Regions from separate parts of the Sus scrofa genome. Here region 1 is linked to region 2. A link is a contact called in public HiChIP or PLAC-seq data. All regions are on one chromosome and are shown on one strand. The core of a region is the stretch at or near the end of the contact, and the rest is flanking DNA. Distances in the headings are between cores, read along the strand shown. Region 1 overlaps KMT2C (histone-lysine N-methyltransferase 2C). Region 2 overlaps XRCC2 (DNA repair protein XRCC2).

Evidence for each region. HiChIP or PLAC-seq counts read pairs in DNA pulled down with a chosen protein or histone mark.
Region 1: a contact with region 2 is called in an H3K27ac HiChIP or PLAC-seq map of alveolar macrophages. The contact joins two enhancer-like sites. A contact is called at or near these places in 4 of 5 promoter capture datasets (fetal liver, fetal skeletal muscle, liver and 1 more) and 1 of 2 datasets of contacts at active chromatin or transcription factors (alveolar macrophages).

Annotation. Positions count from the first base shown.
Region 1 is chr18:5,111,453-5,117,116 of Sscrofa11.1, reverse strand. The region is part of intron 7 of KMT2C (histone-lysine N-methyltransferase 2C); the gene reads right to left. Among named protein-coding and RNA genes, the nearest start is that of KMT2C, 120 kb to the right of the region's middle. Within about 2 kb of position 3,371, at least 9 of the 83 cell types and tissues checked have an H3K27ac peak or open chromatin away from gene starts, as enhancers often do. A contact at or near this core is called in alveolar macrophages, where this site is marked.
Region 2 is chr18:4,812,712-4,817,815 of Sscrofa11.1, reverse strand. The region is part of intron 1 of XRCC2 (DNA repair protein XRCC2); the gene reads right to left. Among named protein-coding and RNA genes, the nearest start is that of XRCC2, 6.8 kb to the right of the region's middle. Within about 2 kb of position 3,510, at least 3 of the 83 cell types and tissues checked have an H3K27ac peak or open chromatin away from gene starts, as enhancers often do. A contact at or near this core is called in alveolar macrophages, where this site is marked.

The sequences.
Region 1 (5,664 bases), core at 2,122-4,621, 300 kb before region 2:
AGACATAGAAGCAACCTAAATGTCCACTGACAGGAGTGGACAAAGAAGACGTGGTATATTTCTACAATGGAATATTACTCGGCCATAAAAAAGAACAAAATAATGCCATTTGCAACAACATGGATGGACCTAGAGATTATACTAAGTGAAGTAAATCAGGAAGAAAGACAAATATATGATATCACTTACATGTGGAATATAATTTTAAAAAGTGATACAGATGAATTTATTTACAAAACAGAAACAGACTCACAGATTTCAAAAACAAGGGAAATGTTGCAAGGAGGGATAAATTAAGAGTTTAGGATTAACACATATACACCACTATATATAAAATAGACAACTAACAAGGACTTGCTATATAGCACAGGGAACTCTACTCAATATTCTGCAATAACCTATATGGGAAGAGAATCTGAAAAAGAATGGTTATCTGTGTAACTCAATCACTTTGCTGTATACCTGAAACTAACGCAACATTGTAAAGCAACTATAATCCGATTAAAAAGAGAGAGAGAAAGAGAGATCAGAAAGACACACAAATTGGAGAAGGAGGGGGAGGAGGAGAAGATTCAATCACATTAAATGTATATAGCCTAAACACCACAAATAAAAAAGCAAAGATTGTCAAATTTGAATTTTCAAAGACCTGCCTGTAATAAACACACATTACACAAAAAATACAAAGAGATTAAAATAATAGGATGAGATAATATATACCATAGTTATACTAGTCAAAAGAAAGCTAGACTGGATATGTTAATAATGGACAAGTAGATTTCAGAGTTAAATACAGGATTTTTCTGTTACAGTCAAAAGTGTCTTTATCAATAGCTTTCCCCTGATCAAAGTTACAAAATTCCTTTATATAACCACTAGAGCACCTATCACAGCCTCCTTATGATGCAGAATGCCTAATGCTATAAACTAAAAAGCACCTACTATAATTCTTTTTTTTTTTTTTTTTTTTGTCTCTTGTCTTTTCAGGGCCACACCTGCGGCATATGGAGACTTCCAGGCTAGGAGTCGAATCAGAGCTACAGCTGCCAGCCTGCACCACAGCCATAGCAACGCCGGACCCGAGCCACATCTGCGATCTACTCCACAGCTCACGGCAACACCGGATCCTTAACCCACTGAGCGAGGCCAGGGATCAAACCCGCAACCTCATGGTTACTAGTCGGGTACATTAACCACTGAGCCACAACGGGAACCATAATTCTACAGAGAGCAATATGCTGAAAGTGAGACACAATAAAAAATAAAAGAAAAACAAAACAAACAAAGAAATTGAGACACAAACCAATTCTATTGCTGGGCACAAAAGGGTTGTAACATAGCATGCCTGAGACCGTTATTATTAGAAAGGCCTGTGTGCATAGCTGGCATCTGGGAAGCTAGATTTGAGGAGGATTCCCAATGGCTGCCTATGTGACACGACAACGCCCCGCGGTTCCCTATGTGACACGGACATGTCCTGTGGTTCCCCATGTGACAAGGGCAGGTCACTGCGCCTAGTCCATCCTTCTGGTAGGTGCTGGGCAGAGGTGCCTACATGACCACCCCCAGCAAAGATCTCGCGCTCCTCAGGGCAGAAGCATCACACACATGTTGCTGTATTTACACTGCTGGAGGAAGACCACCTAAGGAAGCCTACACATGGATTCCTTTTTCCTTTTTTGGTTGCCCCACGGCATATGGAGTTTCCAGTTCAGGGATCAGATCCGAGCCGCAGTTGCGATCTAAGCCACAGCTGCAATAATGCCGGATACTTAACCCACTGTGCCAGGCCAGGGATCAAACCTGTGTCCACAGCACTCCAGCGACACCACCAATCCTGTTGCAGGAACTCCTGCACATGGATTCTTTGAGACTTTTCTAGGATATATCCTTGCCAAATCAAAGACTTCTTGATCTTGGGCTTAGCCAAAATTACAACTCGATGCTCAGTCCCAGGAGTCCCACTTAGTCCCAAGGGGGCGGTGGTCTTGTGGGTCCCCAGCACAGACAGAGAATTCTTAGAGGTGACTGTTTCCTTCCTCTTAAAATACTAGAGGGCAAAATGAAGGGAATATACTTTGATAATTATTTGGTTTTCACTGTGAAGCACGAGGATTATATATAAAAACAACAACACAGTATTCCTAAGAAAGGTACGTGGAGATCATCTTACATAAAGATACAAACCACATCTTAAGTGACCTTATAAAACTACTTTCAGTTGGAGTTCCCTTCGTGGCACAGTGGAAACAAATCCCACCAGGAACCATGAGGTTGCGGGTTCAATCCCTGGCCTCCCTCAGTGGGTTATGAATCTGGCATTGCCATGAGCTGTGGTGTAGGTCGCAGATGCAGCTCAGATCTGGTGTGGCTGTGGCTGTGGTGTAGGCTGGCCGCTGTAGCTCCAGTTAGACCCCTAGCCTGGGAACCTCCATATGCCGTGGGTGTGGCCCTTAAAAAGCACCCAAATAACCCACAAAACTACTTCTCGTTGGTTAGAGGACAGGTGTGGAGAGAGACTTTGGCTGTACATTGTTAATCTTTTTAAACAGAAATTACTCTGACATTCCATCGCTTATCTATATGCCTGATGTGTACTCCAACCTTATCATAGAAAAGCTATTTTCTTCTCTTTTTCAGTCAATGAAAAGAACCCAAAATATTTAAAAAAAAAAACACACAACTCTCTTGCAGAACTAAGTTGGCTTTTACACAAAAACAAGTGGCGCGAGAGCAGAATATTACCACAGAACTGAACAATGGGGTTGCAGCCTGGGATGAGGGAGAAGGAAACACAAGAAATTAACCATCCGAAGTGGCAGACACTGTAAGTAATGTTTTCATGTTTCACTTTTAAAGTAAGACTGAACATTTCATTCAGAACGAGTTAAAAGAACAGAAATATATATGGGAAGTTTTAGAGGTTATTTCTTTGGGGGGCAATGAGCAAAGTGCCAGAAAGAGGAGCTTTAGGTAAATAAATGATCAAACATTTGTAAATTCACGATTTAAGTATTCTCTTGGTAACAGTCAAATTACCCAGATTTCCAAGGGGTTGGCAGCACCCCCAAAGGCGCAAGAGAGAAACACTGTTACCTTTCCTGAAACACAGGTTCACCCTGAGTGTACTCTTCAATCTACCAAAAGACAAACTCCCCCTGGAAAAACTGAGAAACAACCCGAGGGAAAGCCCAGAAAAACGGAACGGCTTGATAACGACTGGCACTTAACCCCTGCGGAAATACAGTACATGTTCTGGTTTCTGAATGGGAGGAACAGGACGGTCGACCTCAGCGGTGCTGGCCCTGAGCGGCGGACAGTCCCGAGCAGCGCGTGTCCAGGAGCGGCCACTAGGTGCCAGCAGCGCACTCCTGTCCACTGGAGCCCAAGCATTCCGTACTGCCCTCTACTGGGACGGTCCATTCACAGAAACGACTCCAGTGTGTGCCAGGCAGTTTGTCAGGCACCAGAGGTCAAATCACAAGCCAACATAGACAGGATCCATGCCCTCACGAGGCCTATAGCCCTGGCTGGGAGACCCATAATAATGAATACAGAAACAACGCAAGTGCCATAAAGGAGAGATACGTATCCAATAAAATAATAATGTATACTAAGGACACATGCTCAAATGTGTACATAAAGAGGTAAACAACCCAAAAGTTGAGGGAATATGGAGATCCCTCCCCTTGCTGCCGCCAGGCTTTATTATCTTGTTCTTTTCCATCTTGTTAGAATGAACAGTCCTATTCCAGCTTCAATTTATTTCAGTATCTGTCACAGCTTTTTGTAAAAAAAAAAAAAAAAAAAAAAAAATCATTCGCACAAAATAAGATCTAAACAGAAGCACATATTTCTACAACCATTTTTCAATCCCAACCAAAAGTATCAAAAATTTAGCCAGTAGACTGTCACCTGCCATAGTCAAAAGTATTAATTTTCAATAAATGAGTTTAAAACAAAGAACTCTCAGAATATTTTAGACAGATCAGGAAATGCTAAGATTTACGGCAACAAATGTGAAAATATTTTTGTTGTTTGTTTCTTTACAAACTTTCATTGCTTCTGGCAATAAAATATAATATAAATAGTTCCAAACAACTATTTTCAAAATGTTCAACCCCCAGCACGTTTCCTTGAAAAGTCTTTTACACCATCATTGTTTATCTTGAATGTCCCCTTTATCTTGAAGATGAAATGTTTATTTTCTTTGAAAAGAGAGGTGGGATATATCCTAATACATTCGGCCACGTGTCCTCCTAACAAAGCCAAGAGCGTTCTGACATCTGTCCTTTGGGAAAACAAAAGCCTGTTCTAAGTCCTCAGCACTTTTACAAACGCTGCCCCTGGGGAACCTCTGGAAATAGCCAAGATCTTCCCCGTCACACTACTCTACCCCCAGCACGTGAGGAGAACTCTAAAGATTCACCCGACTCCAGAGGGGGTTTTGGACAATTATAAATTCATAAACTTGGATCGAAGCTGACCACACCGGTGACCTCCCTTCACACTGGCACTGACTCGTGACTTCTTTCTCCTAACTATGAACGACTCCATGGATGACCTTCAGGGCCACTCAGTTAGGCTACACATTTATTGGGGAATGATCAAAAGAGAAAACGACCCCATTCAGAATGGCACTACTATCTGGAAAGAAGACAGAGACGGGCAGAGAAGTGATGGGGCTTGACCTACACCACGCGTGTATTTACCTATTGATTTATCAGTGTGGATCATTCCACAGATAGTAACGCAATACTATCACTCTTTTTTTGGTTATTGCTCAAACTGGGCAACTCTTAGGAGCTCCTTCAGGCTGGCTTCTGTGCTTTCTTGTTCAACTACATGCCTGATTTCAGAACTGCCTCACTTTCTTGCATTTCCCTGCACCATGAACCACTTTTCACAGAGCCCTGGTCTCTTCTATTGGAGAACATGGGTGAGAAACCAAGATCTGAGCACTGGGTGTGCTCACGGCTACTAGAGGTCACGGCTTCCAAGGGGACAGAGCTAGGAGATAAACACATGCATACCTGTACACATACCTATACGTCTGTATCTGCCCATATAAATATTAACAACCCTGAGTTCATATTGCTACTCCTATTTCACTCCAACACCACAAAATTCATTTTTGCCTTTCCTTATTTGCAGCTCCTTTCTCTAGCCTTAAAAACCTACTTCTGGGAGTTCCCATTGTGTCTCAGTGGTTAACAAACCCGACTGGCATCCATGAGGATGTGGGTTCGATCCCTGGCCCCACTCAGTGGGTTAAAGATCTGGTGTTGCTGTGAGCTGTAGTGTAGCTCGCAGATGAGGCTGGATCTCGTGTTGCTGTGGCTGTGGTGTAGGCCGGCAGCAGCAGATGCAATTGACTCCTAGTCTGGGAACCTCCATGTGCCGCATATGTAGCCCTAAAAAGACAAAAGACCAAAAAAGTAAAATACCATAAGATAAAATACACAAAGCCTACTTTTCACTGTCTACCATACACTTTCTTGTTCAACTACATGCCTGTTTTCAGAACGGCTAAGCGTCCCTGTGAGAAATACATTTACTTGCTAGACTGCACATGTATGAGCTGCTCTTGTCCCTTCAACTTTACGGGTATCCAGTCACGACACTGCTGGCTTTCCAGGTGCTGAGTTCCTTCCCTACTCCCTT
Region 2 (5,104 bases), core at 2,261-4,760:
AGATCCGTTAACCACTGAGCCACGATGGGAACTCCCTGAGTACAAATATTTTAAATTTCTCCGTTTCACTGATTGATGTAACCCACATAGAAGCTCCTTTGGTGATGGGTGTGACCTGGAACTCCGTGGTCATTCGGCAGTACACAAGCACTGGATCATTGGGCTGTCCACCTGAAACTAACGTAACGCTACATCTATTACAGTCAAAAAACAAACAAGCAAAAACCACAGCTCTTTGAAATTCTCAATAAATTTTAAATGTGAAATGCAGTCCTAAGGCCAAAAAGTATAAGAACCACTGAGTTAGAAGGTTGAGAGTCCAGCCAGGAGAAGAGAAAAACTTTCCAGGATCAGATGCAACATGTGAAAACACCACAAAATGTTGTTTCAAAGTGTATGCAAATCACCAACATCCTCTTCAGAAGAAGGACTAACTGAAAAGTTTCTCCAATTGCTTTCTCTTACTGCCACTGCTCAACATATTGCAGAATCCTCCTCTTGGGAATTCCTCCTTAGCATTCAAAAATTATTACAATTGTATTGACACGGCTCTCAGGCAAAGATGGTATTACTCCTCTTACCAAACTGGCTGACTCTGCCAATGTGCATCTGACTTTCCACTATTATTAAAAAGTCAAATTCGGCAGAACCTTCCTGCTACCCGCTTGCATCTCTCACAAGTGTCCCATCCTAATAAATCTATTTCTCGCCTATCAAAAAAAAATCAAATTCATTTTCAAAGGATGAAAACCATCTATCACTGAGAAATTTCAAAACAATGTGGGTTTTTTTTGGGGTGGGGGGTTGTCTTCTTAGGGCCACACTCAAGGCACATGGAGGTTCCCAAGCTAGGGGTCGAATTGGAGCTATAGATGCCAGCCTACACCACAGCCATAACAACATGGGATCTGAGCCACATCTTCGACCAACACCACAGCTCACAGCAACGACAGATCCCCAACTCACTAAGCGGGGCCAGGGATTGAACCCATGGATACTAGCTAGATTCGTTTCTGCTGCGCCACAAACTCCCTCAAAACAATGTTTCACAATGTCCAAAATAGGGCATACTGAATGGAGGGAGTGGAAGTACCTCCTAGATCTTGGAAATAGATGAGCCCTTAAAAATAAATGGGTAATATTAATAATTTAAGGAAGTCACTTAATGGGATGAAGTATCTTCTAAACCTAAGCAAAAAAAAAAAAAAAAAACACCTAAAAAATGTAGCATAAGACTGTTAGATAAAATGAATGATGTTGTTCAGATCTGAGGAATGAGTTGAAAGCAGATATAATCAATCTGGAGTTTCTGCAGACAGAGTCAGTTAAGCCAGGGTAAAGGGAACCCAAGTTCTGCTTGACAGACAGTTTAATCCTTTCAGGGAGGATTAACGCATCAGGCAAACAGAGCTTGGTGACAGTAGCTATTAAGATAATTCAACTAGTTCTCTGGATTCTCTAAGCAACATTTCTGAGCCCAAATTTCCTAACTGGAAAAGAATACACAGCGGACACAACAATTTTAGTCTACTTGGCAGTTTCACTAATATTGTAAATTAACAGATTTGGCATTTGGTTTGCAAATCAGTATCTGCTAAGTTTTATTATCATAACAATAGCTATGTAATAATAGCTACTATTTGTACTTGCTGTAGCATCAGTGGTACATAATTTATATACATTATCTGTTTTAATTGCCACATTAACTCTATTTGTTATCATTCTTTTTTCAGATGAGAAAACTAGTGGATGCCAGAGTCAGGATTTAACTGAGGTCTCCTTGGCTCCCCTCGCCTGGAATTCTTTCCCTGGGCTATAGAGCCTCACAGTCAGTATCTCTGAGTCTGACAAATCCACAGACACGGGTTTTTGGACCTGCTCAGCTGAAGAGCTAACTCGTCTGCCGGCCTCTCTCAATCATTCCCCCTAACACCACAAGGAGCCCCACATGTTCTCAACAGCAACGTCAGTACCGGAGCAAGTATACAGCCTGCAAAAGGGGTGATTCTCAATTACACAGAAGTTCACTGGTAAACCTTCAGGCAAGTCAGGGGTATTCAATGCTGGGGACAAATGGATACAGCCAACACCATTCCTAGTCCCAAAGAATTTAACAGAGAGAGTCAAAAGGTGAAAACAAGTACACGACAGCAGGTGCTAAATAGAAATAAACATGCGGGAGTTCCCGTCGTGGCGCAGTGGTTAACGAATCCGACTAGGAACCATGAGGTTGCGGGTTCGGTCCCTGCCCTTGCTCAGTGGGTTAATGATCCGGCGTTGCCGTGAGCTGTGGTGTAGGTCGCAGACGCGGCTCGGATCCCGAGTTGCTGTGGCTCTGGTGTAGGCCGGTGGCTACAGCTCCGATTCAACCCCTAGCCTGGGAACCTCCATATGCCGCGGGGAGCGGCCCAAGAAATAGCAACAACAACAACAACAACAGCAACAACCAAAAAAGACAAAACACACACACACAAAAAAAAATGAAATAAACATGCGGCCCTGTGGCGGCAAAAAAAGGGAGAGTCAATTCTAACGTGTGCGAGAGACACCTTTAATTTTTGAAGGAGTCAGCATACAGTTCTTTCGGGGACATACAAAACATTCACTGTTAGAGAAACACTCTACTTCTTTCCACCTGAAATGGCCTTTCCCCGTTCTCTCCACTGAATTCCCGAAGGCGCAGGCTCCAGACCAAATGGAAGTTCCACACCTTCCTCGAGGCCACCGCCTCCACCAAGCTACTCGTGCCCTGGAGAACACGTCACCAGCCAGTCTCCCTCGGCCGGACCGGACGGAAGAGCTTAAAAGGAAAGCATCTGTCGAGGCTCCTCCAACTCCAAACGCTTTACATTGGGCAGAAACTCAGCAGCTGTCTGCTCAGTTGAAGGTAACAACAGGTCACAGGTGGACAGCCTTGGATGAAGGATGGAGAGTAAAAGAGAACCTCCAATATACCGATGTTCACATCTGGACACTCAACGCAAATATCTACCAAACAAAAGCCCACGAGGATTCTCACAGCTATTATCGAAGTTCTTACTACTCATTAACAAAAGTCTATTTCACAGGCAATCCTATACCTTCAGTGCCTGTCGAGGAGAAAACATATAATACAGATGTTCTAAAACATCATTTGATTACGAAAATCCTTATGCTGGAGCAGGAAGGAGCACTTAAAGATCAAATTAACCAGAAATGAATGACATTAAGACAAACATGTATATCATTGTTTTGGCTAAATGCTCATTTCCCCTGACCTTTTGAGATTAAATCTGTCTGCAGACAGACCCCAGTAGCAAGGTTTCAAATCGGTTCAGTATAAAAGTCTACCTAAGAAGTCAACATTCTAAACCAAATATTCCCACCCCTGCCCCCAAACAGGCCTGGATTTTCACCTACAAACTGAATACAATTCTTAGTAGTTTTACTACAGAAATGCAGAGAAATTCACTCCAGGCAAAGACGTGTAACTATAACACAGAGAAAGTAAAAGAGGAACTAGAATGAGGAGGAAGGCAGGGAAATCAGCAGCTGGGTTAACATGCACGTGACCAAGGCAAACTCTGGCCCTTGTCATGGTCGTCCCTCATATTAAAGGACTAATTCTTTTCCACTTGCGAAGTTAGGCTCCTCTGCCACTTAGAAAATTCAACTGCCCTTCAGGGCAGAGTACTAGGCCTGGCTCTCCATATTGCTTTTGTCTAAATTGTATGGAAAAGACAACTGTTATTCAAATACCAAATAGTAAAATCCCATCGTTTCTAAGTATATTCCCTGAAGAGTTACTGCCTTTTTAACTAATATTTTGTAAAAAGTGATCATCCTATAAGAAGAAAAGGAAAATATATATATAAAAAGTCAAGCAAAAACTACTCTATGTACCCAAGCCAAATTTCTAGCAGAATTTATAAGGATTAAGTTTTAAATTTGTGACATCCCACAAATTAGTAATTGCATTAAATGTATACTTAAGATTTCACTAGGAATTTTTACCAGACTGTGCTCCAAAACTTCATTTTGACAGAAAAATCAACTGCACTCAAGATCCCAGAAAGAGACAACAAAGCACAGAATCAAAACTGCAGCTTAATGTTGCAAGAAGCGCACACACTCACGAGTGCACATGCATACACACACACCCGTCCCCGATCCTCTTGTATGTGAGGAGAGCCCCTCGAGAAACACTCCTGGTGGATTCTCCCAGCCTGCCATCCGCTGTTCCCCAGGAAGGTGAGATTTTTCCAGTGGGTTCTTCTGAGAGCAGGAACTAGACACACCTTGAGCAGCCCCTCCCTGGGTCTTGACAGTGCGCCCACCTGCAGCAAGTACCTACACGTCCTGCTCCTTCGGGTCTAGTAGGAGGGGCACTTAGAAATGAGCATCCAGCAGCAGAAAGGTCGATGACAACTTCGACAGGAGCAGCTTTAGTGGAAGATGGAGGCAGGAGCCAGATATGGTGGGCTGAAGAGGGAGTGAGACAGGAGGTGCAGGCACGGGGCACAAATAACTGCTCTGCTGAGAAGTGAGAGGGTGGGGCTGGATGGAGTTCTGATGTCCAGGGAAGTTTTACTGGTTTGTTTTTATTGTTCCATGTTAGGATGCTGATGGAAATGACCGGTAAAAAGCTTGCAGATGCAGCAGACAAAGAAGAACGGTTTTAGGATTGGGACGATGGTAGCAGTGACGTCGCTGATGGGAGGAGGGACATGGTGGGGAGGAGATGGCATCCACAGCACAGTGGAGAGGCCGCCCTTTCTTAGAAGCAAAAATATTTCTTTTACTTTACAAGAAGAATTCAGAGAAAACAAGTACATACACTTTTATAAATACAGACTTGATGAAACTCCTGAAAAAGCAGGAGTTTCTATATTACTTTAAAGTAGACTTCAGGGCAAAGAAAATGACCAGAGACAAAGAGGGACACTACAGAATGATAAAAGGATCAGCCTACGAGGAAGACACACATACCTAAATGTATACATAGCAGAGTCTTAAAAAAACATGAAGCGAGACTCATACAGATGAAAGGGAAAAAAACAGACAAATTCACAATTACAGCTGGAACTTCAAAACCCACTTCTCAGCAACCAGGTGACTTACTGGA